2 separate regions of the Mus musculus genome follow, and region 2 is linked to region 1. The links are chromatin contacts, called in public HiChIP or PLAC-seq maps. All regions are on one chromosome and are shown on one strand. The core of a region is the stretch at or near the end of the contact, and the rest is flanking DNA. Distances in the headings are between cores, read along the strand shown.

Evidence for each region. HiChIP or PLAC-seq counts read pairs in DNA pulled down with a chosen protein or histone mark.
Region 2: a contact with region 1 is called in an HNF4G HiChIP or PLAC-seq map of pancreatic cancer cells. The contact joins the promoter of Fam32a here to the promoter of Nr2f6 in region 1. A contact is called at or near these places in 1 of 115 datasets of contacts at active chromatin or transcription factors (pancreatic cancer cells) and 1 of 9 other capture datasets (liver).

Annotation. Positions count from the first base shown.
Region 1 is chr8:71,380,259-71,384,336 of GRCm38.p6, reverse strand. Nr2f6 (nuclear receptor subfamily 2, group F, member 6) reads left to right here and starts at 2,385. Exons shown (of 4, transcript NM_010150.2): 1 at 2,385-3,346. The coding sequence starts at 3,066. Ushbp1 (USH1 protein network component harmonin binding protein 1) reads left to right here. Exons shown (of 13, transcript NM_181418.3): 13 at 1-63.
Region 2 is chr8:72,218,011-72,222,088 of GRCm38.p6, reverse strand. It overlaps Fam32a (family with sequence similarity 32, member A), which reads right to left and starts at 2,344. Exons shown (of 4, transcript NM_026455.5): 1 at 2,229-2,344; 2 at 2,007-2,148; 3 at 108-161. The coding sequence starts at 2,302.

The sequences.
Region 1 (4,078 bases), core at 1,136-3,635:
CCTAGGACGCCCACACACAGATACACATGATTGAAAATGGTAAGAATAAAACTTAATGTACTGCTATGGTAGAGAGCTCTGAGTGGGGACAACTGGAGCAACACTCAAGAGGGTTCCTGAGGGGAGAGAGAGAGCATGTGAGAGAGCACAGTGTGCGTGTGTGTGTGTGTGTGTGTGTGTGTGTGTGTGTGTCTGTGTGACTGTGTGTACTAGCAGCAGCTGACCAAGTAGTGTATGGCCACACCCCTTGCTTGAGTAGGGGTTGGGCTGCGGTTCAGTTGTCCCCTCCTGGCTGAAACCGTAGAGCAGGACTAGCCTGCAGGCCACACCTGTGCAGGTGTTCTGAACAGCTGTCCTTCCTGGGGAGTGGGTGTGTGGAGGGCTGCCTCAGTGCCTCAGGCAGCAAGAGCCAGATCCTGGGGCTGAAGACCTATGTTTGTCCCATACTCTGGGGGCTTTGAGGGATTAGGACAGAGAGGCAGATTACCTTGCTGGTGTGTGGGGCCTGGGGGGTGGAAGAGGATTGCTTCCTTCTTTCACGCCCTACAAGTCTCCAGGGTCCCTATCATGCAGTGCCCAGAATCGAATTCAGGCAAGCACCTTTGCCCTTCTAGCCGGCCCAAGCCATTTTAACCTTTAGCCAGCAGATCGGTTTTTTTGGTCAGCCAAGGTCACCTGCTGGGGGTGGGAGCCGTGCAGGGCTGATTCCCAGGCAGCCCCGACAGTATCTGGCAGTTCCCACGGGCGTCCCAGCAGCAGATGGGCCCAGTGTCTTTGTCCCTAGGTCCTCCACAACCACAAGGTCAAATGTCACCTCGGGGCCACGGGCAGGGGTTATGGGGGCGGGGTGAGGCGGTTGGGTCCCAAAGGTTAGGGGGCCAAGAGTGGCAGCGCCACTGGGACAGGGCTATACCCCTCTGAAACTATCTCTTCCCTTTGGGCCCCTCACTGAGACTAGTCTCCCAAAATCCTTGTTTATTTGAACTTCTGTGACTCAGCCCCCTCTTCCAGAGCCTTTCTTCCTCCTAAGCCCTCTCTCTGGCCCTCTGGCCCTTAACCCTTTCAACCCTCTCCTGAGATACTGGCACCAAGGACTCGAGAATAGTCCAATCTAGGACTGTTCTCATCCCAAACAACCAACTATGACTCCTAAACTGATTTATCTTCTGGGTCACCCAGGATTTGTCACCACTAAAGCAGGGTCGATTCTAATCAGATTCCTGGGAAGTCCTTGCTCCAGTCTGATTCTAGTTCTTCCTGATTTCTGTATTTGTATTTTCACAAGGTATCCAGGTGGATTCTTCTAGGTACCCAACAGCACAGGGCTGGGTGTACATGGCTAGCGGAAACCTGAACCTCAGTTCCTTTAAGTCCCCTTATGTGAGGGCTCATCTTGTGGGATGATTTTCACAAGGCACAGAAGGGAGGGCACCTTGTCCAGGTTGGCCGCGTTCTCTGGTGTGTCTATACTGGACCCAGGCCTGCATAGGAGGCAGAACAGGCCTGGCCGTCAGAACTCTGACTCAGGGGTGAAAGGTCACCCCAAGAGGGACTTTTCCCTCTGTTAAACGTTAACAGACCTAGAGTCAGGCCTCAATCCCATCTAGGCCTCAAATGTGAAGGGAGCTTAATAAATCCGTGCCCTGGGGGGTCCTGCATACAAAGGGTGCTTAATAAATGCTTGCTCCAGTAGAATTGGAGGGGGCAGGGGCGTGGCGGCAGCTGGGAGGCTCTAGGCGTGGGGGGCTGGACGGGAGGGGGGCTAGACATCTGTGGCCCAGCCGGTCACCAGGCCAAACCCTTTCTGTGAAGAAGAAGAAAAAAAAAAAAAGGAAAGGAAATGAAGAGAGACCCGGACAACAGCCCGGGACTGGCACGCCTTCCGGCCGGAGAGGCGACTGACGCCCAGCCTCTCCCACCCTTGAAGCCTGAAAGGAGAGAGGGGGACCCCTTGACCTAACAGCGCGGACGCCCACCCCCAGACTCCGGACACCAGGTGTTCACCGGAGCGGAGCGCGAGGCGGAGGCGGAGGCGGGGGCGGGCCGCGGAGACTTTGGGGAGGAGGGGGCCGCTCCAGCTGGCAGCCGCGCAGAGCAAAGCGGGGCGCGCGCCTGAGCGGCGGGGGCGTGCCCCCTGCAGATGTCCCCGGGGGGCGCGGCTGCCGGGAGCCGCGCGGAGCTCCCCGATGCCCCGACAGGACTCGCAGGGGTTAAGGCTGCGCGGCCGCGTGGGGGAGGGTCAGCTGCGCGCCCCGCCCCGCCCTCTCGCCGGCCCACGGCTCCGGGCGGCGCGCGGCTACCCCATGCCCTTATAAGGGCGGCCGTCGCCGGGGCAACGAGCGCCCGCCCCCGGCCGCGCCGCGCGCCCCCGCCCCGCCCCCGCCGGCGCCGATGGAACGCGGGTGTCAGGCCGGCCGCAGCGCGGGGCCGGCGGCGAGCGCCAGGGCGAGGCCGAGGCTCGGGCCCAGGCGCAGGCCGAGGCCGGCCGCGCGAGCGCTCGGCGGGGAGACGATCCAGGGAAGGCCGCGGGTCGCACTCTCCACTCAGCTCTATCGCCTGGACCTCTGCGATTACGGCCGGGCGCGCGCGGCGTGCGGGACTCCGGGTCTCCGACGCGCGCTCCCGCCGCCCCTCCCCCCTCGCCGCGTAACTTGCGGCCAAAGTTTCCCCCCGGGCTCGGGGGCGCCCGCGCGCGCTCGGATGGTGAGCCACTAAGTTGGCCTGGGCGGCGGGGCCGGGCCATGGCCCCCGCGACGCTACCGGGTCCCCAGGACTCCGGACCACGGGACCTGGGCGCCCCAGACTCGCGCCTCTAGCGCGCCCCCGTCGACCGCGGGCACGCGTGGGAAAGTTGGCCTGGAACCGGCCCGACCAGTTCCTGCCTGGCGCGCGGACCGGCCGCAGGAAGTTGCCGCAAAACTTTTTTCAGGGGGGTGTGCGACCGGAGCCCCCCGAGAGCGCGGGCTGCATGCGCCCGGGGTAGCCGGGTCCCTCTCGGGTCGCCAGGCGTGCCCAGAGGGGACGGACTCGTCCCGGGGCGTACCGGCCCCGCTGTCTCCGGGGCTATGGCCATGGTGACCGGTGGCTGGGGCGACCCCGGAGGCGACACGAACGGCGTGGACAAGGCTGGTGGGAGCTACCCACGCGCGACCGAGGACGATTCGGCGTCACCTCCCGGGGCGACCAGCGACGCGGAGCCGGGCGACGAGGAGCGTCCGGGGTTGCAGGTGGACTGCGTGGTGTGCGGGGACAAGTCCAGTGGAAAGCATTACGGCGTGTTCACCTGCGAGGGCTGCAAGAGTTTCTTCAAGCGCAGCATCCGCCGCAATCTCAGCTACACCTGCCGGTGAGCCCCACGCGCGGCCACCGAGCTGGCCCGGACCTGCTCGGTCACCTTGGGCCTGGCGCTGACCTTCCCCACACCCGCATTCCTGCCCCAGACCACGGGTTCGGCCCTAGTGGAGTTGGTGATACATGCGTGCAGGTGCTCCCCCTCTCCTCCCCCGCGCAGGTGGTCTTTGCTCTTGTCCTCCTGCTCTGGAGAGAGCTGGTTCTGCTAGACAGGGAGGGCTCGGGAGTGCTGTCAGGAGTGAGGACCCTCTTTCCAGCCCCCAGTGCCCCCTTTCTCGTGGGGGCCCGTCACGCGTGGTGCCTCGCGGGAATCAGAGGTGCAAGTCGCACCGCGGGGCTGGCGGCGTCCAGGGGCCATTGTCTGCGGCCGCGCGGATCGATCCGGCGCGCCCTTGGGTCAAATATCACTTCCAAAGTCGCCCTTGCATGGGTAGCTGGAGAGACTCCCGGGTGGGTGTCTCGGAATGGCTGCCTTCACGGGAATCGGGGGACTGCATGCACGAGGGTCTGTGCCTGTCCATCAGAGGGGTACCCCTTAGGTTCTGGGTCACCGGAAGCCGCCGCTGGAGGGCCAGCAAGGCCACCGGAATTGACCGCACCCCCACTCCCGGGTTGGTTCAGCTTTGGGGCTCCGGGATGAGACCTTAAACTTCGGGACGACTCTTAAGAGTGAAGTACCCGTGGGAGATGCCGTCTGGTGGGGACCCCTCTACAGGGCCATGCAGGG
Region 2 (4,078 bases), core at 1,095-3,594, 840 kb before region 1:
ACCCAAAACAAGCCATGCCTGAGGGTGGGCTCCAACAGTCCAAGCTGCACTGTCTGGGCTCTGGCTACCCCCCCATGGCTCAGTCTGCTGACAGGTGCAGGGCTCACCTCCACTCTCTGTTTGTGGGTTTTTGATGCCTTCTTCAGGATTCTTTCCATTTGCTGGAGAGAGAAGAGACCAGGGTGAGTCCCCATGACTGACACAGCCCAGGCTGGAGCTGCACAGATGGGGGTAGGGAGCCATAGCTCATTGATGCCCAAAGCAGCTGCTATATTTGGGAGGGACCCTGCTTAGTCTCCCTACAACCCCAGTATTCCTCATGGGCAGATCCTGCCAAAAGCTGGAAACTGGCTTTGAGAGGCCTGGAGCCACGTCCCACACAAGCAGACTCCTCTCTGGAGTAAGAGACTCCAGGTAGGAAGGGCAGAACCCGAGTGCATGCTCAGTGCTCCAGCTCGCATTTCTGTTGCTATGACAACATACCCGCCTATCTGGCTGGCTATTTCACCTTACAGTCCATAAAGAGGGAAAGTGAAGGCAGAGACTGAAGGGCCACAACTCAGTCAAGAACAGAGATAAATGGAAGTGAGCATGCTTCACACTCAGTTTTCCTTTGCTGTTACATGGTTCAAAACCCAAACACTGGGGGCTAAAGATCTTGAGTTCAGCTCAGAGCCAGCACTAAATGGTGGCTCACAATTTTCTGTAATGACACCCTTCCACACCTACTACACCCTATGGGAATGTCACAGTGGTCAGTGAGTGTGTACAGGTGTCCGTTGAAGTCCTGTAGAAGACAGGCTATACCAGTGAACCAGGTTGGCAGTACCCCCATCTCTACCCAGCCTATCTCACATACCCCACTACAGGTCTCATAGTACCCCAAAGGAGCCTGAGGAGGCACCATGCCTGAGCGTGTGCTCCAACAGTCCAAGCTGCATTGCCTTCGGCTCCCCCTCTGGCAGCACAGCACAAGAAGACAACACACTCATACACATAAATAAAAATTTCCAACGGTCTTCCACCCAGGGCTGGAGAGATGGCTCAGAGGTTAAGAGCACTGACTGCTCTCTTAGAGGTCCTGAGTTCAAGTCCCAGCCCACATGGTGGCTCACAACCATCTATAATGAGGCCTGGTGCCCTCTTCTGGTTTGCAGGCATATATGCAGGCAGAACACTGCATACATAATAAATAAAGTCTTCCACTCAGGACCAGAGCTACCAACGACAGCAGGAAGGGGTGGCAGACCCTAGGGGACTCTAGTTTGTATCAAGTTGTCCAATTAGGGTGCCCAGAAGGGCCACAAGACCGTAGCCAGCCAGCCCATGTCGTTATTCAATTGCAGAGGCAAAAAAACAAAACAAAACACTCCACTGAAGTACAGGCTATACCAGACCAGAGAACACAATTGGCTGGGAGACAGCAAGGTGACCCACACATCCCAGAAACTCTGTGGGAGTTCCAATACATAATTGATGCCCTTTGTTAGATGGAGAAGGTGCCTTCCTGGGTTTTCTCAACAGGGATATCACATTGTAACACTGCATCCTAGAAGTTCAAGTCTACAGAGATAGTGCCAGGACAACCAAGGCTACATAAAGAAACCTGTCTCAAAGCAAACTAAACAAACAAACAAACACCCAAAATAACTAGTATGGCCTTGTGGGCCATGCTAGCCTCTCCAGGAACTAAAAAGCTGAGGCAGTAGTTCAGGGCCAACTGCAGCCTACATAGAGAGTTACAGAAGAGCCTGGGTTCCATCCACACACACACACAACCTTCAAATAACAAAAGTACATTTGAAGCTAGGAAAGCGAGTTGTCATGGAAACAGACTTTGTGGTAACTTAAGAACAATGAACTTGGCTAGCATTAAGAGCTGATGACATCTGTCTTCCCAGTTCACAAGAAGACCACTTTAGGCAGGGCTACCAGGCTACCAGGAGTTGGGAGAAGGCCTGGGCTACACGGGCAGTTGGAGCCGGCCTGTTCTGCCCCTGCCTCACCCGCTTCTCCTGCATCTTTTCGAAGGCTGCCTGCGCCGGCGTGCGCTTGTCCAGGCAGCGCCTTTTCTCCTCCTCGCTCTTCTTGCTCGTCCCCATGGCCTCCAGCATCTTGGCCTTGTCTTTGTCTTTCTTCTTCTTCTTCCTGAGAGAGAGGGGGACGGTAAGAGGGGCCGGAGCTGGGGGTCGGCCCTCAGGGACAGACCGCGGGCTCCCGGGCCTCACCGCTTTGTCACGCCGAGCTCTGCCACGCCTTTCAGCTTCAGGGGGCCCTTCTGGACTTGCTCGTAGGCCTCCATAGCGCTCGCAAGCCGTGCCCCGGGAACTCCGCCACACTTCCTGTTTGCATACAGTACTTCCGGCCGAAACCCTCCTCGCTTCCTTCTGATTGGTCAGCTAGGACGCACGCGTCCTCAGGGTTCAGAGTAAGTGCACACTTCCGGTCTCGGGTAGTCTTGGCAACTGTCCAACAACATAGCTCGCCTAAAGACACACTTCGTATTTGGGCGTCCATTTCTGACTTTATGGGCATCCACTTTTGCTTTGTGGCATTATTTACTTAATTACTTTTTTTCCAATTTAGAAAATTACAATTACCCAGAACTCCAGAGACAGAGACAGGAGGATCTCTGGATCTCTGGATTCAGCGTGTTTTATGTAGTGACTTCAGGTCAGCCAGAACTAAAGACTGTGTCTCGAAATAAGTAATAAGAAAGAATAAATCTGGGGCTGGTGAGATGGCTCAGTGGGTAAGAGCACCCGACTGCTCTTCCGAAGGTCCAGAGTTCAAATCCCAGCAACCACATGGTGGCTCACAACCATCCGTAACAAGATCTGACTCCCTCTTCTGGTGTGTCTGAAGACAGCTACAATGTACTTACATATAATAATAAATAAATCTTAAAAAAAAAAAGAAAGAATAAATCTTTAAAATTACATTAAAAGTTAGTTACCTGTATACGTGTATGTGAGTGTGTGTACACACGTGCCAGAGCACACGTGGAGTACAGAGGACACTTTGCAGTACTCTCAGGCCTTATGCTGTGGGTTCCTGGGAATCAGACTGATGTGGTCATATTTATAGACGAAGATCCTTTGTCTGCTGAGTCATCTCAATGGTCACAATTATTTTTCTGTGAGTTTGAGGGCAGAAGTGTCATGACACTAAATGAGTCTGATAAACGTGGAATTTGCTGTGTAGACTGCTCTGACCTCTAGCTTGCTGCAGTTCTGACTGAGCATGCAGAAAACTGGAACTGCAGGTGTGTGCCACTGCCCTAGCTTGTCTTGTTGATGTTTTATAGAGGACAGGCTTGCTATGTAGCAGATGATTAAACTGTCTTTTTGGTTGTTTGTTTGTTTTGAGACAGGGTCTCACTGTGTAGCCTTGGCTGTCCTTGTACTCCTTATGTAGGCTATGCTGTTGTGAATTCAGGGATATCCACCTGCCTCTGCCTCCCAAGGGCTGAGTTTAAAGGTGCGTGCCACCATGCCCAGCAACCTTACTTCCCAACTACTGGGATCACAGATGTGCTGGGATTTTTTTTTTTCTATAGCAATTTTGGGGAGTGGGGAGGTTACATTTATTTATTTGTGTGCTGTGTAGAGCAAGTAGAGGTCAGAGCACAACTGTGGGAGCTGCTTTGCTCCTTCCACTGTGTGTCCAGGGAATCAGGCCCCTACTGCTGTTCTGTGAGAGGCTCTCTCTGTGTGCGAGGCTCTCCTTACACAGCCCCGAAGCTTGTGACTCCCTTAGTTCTGGATGTTAAGCCTGAGCCACTACACCAGGCTCACTTATTATTCTATATCTGATGGCTATTCTTGGTTTACAGCTTGACTACATCTTGAATTAAATAAAACTCAATAAAAGTGTTGATTTTTTTCTAAGTAAATCATTTAAAATGGGAAGATCCAATTTTAATCCAGATCATTTGAGATGGAAAAATCCACTTTTAATTTGGGACACACTTTTTTCTGGCAGCTGATGCATGTTTGCCCTAGCTTTTTATAGTGCATTCTGTACTTTCACTGACATTAGAGCCTGCTTCTTTGGGATTCCAGCATATACTGAAGAC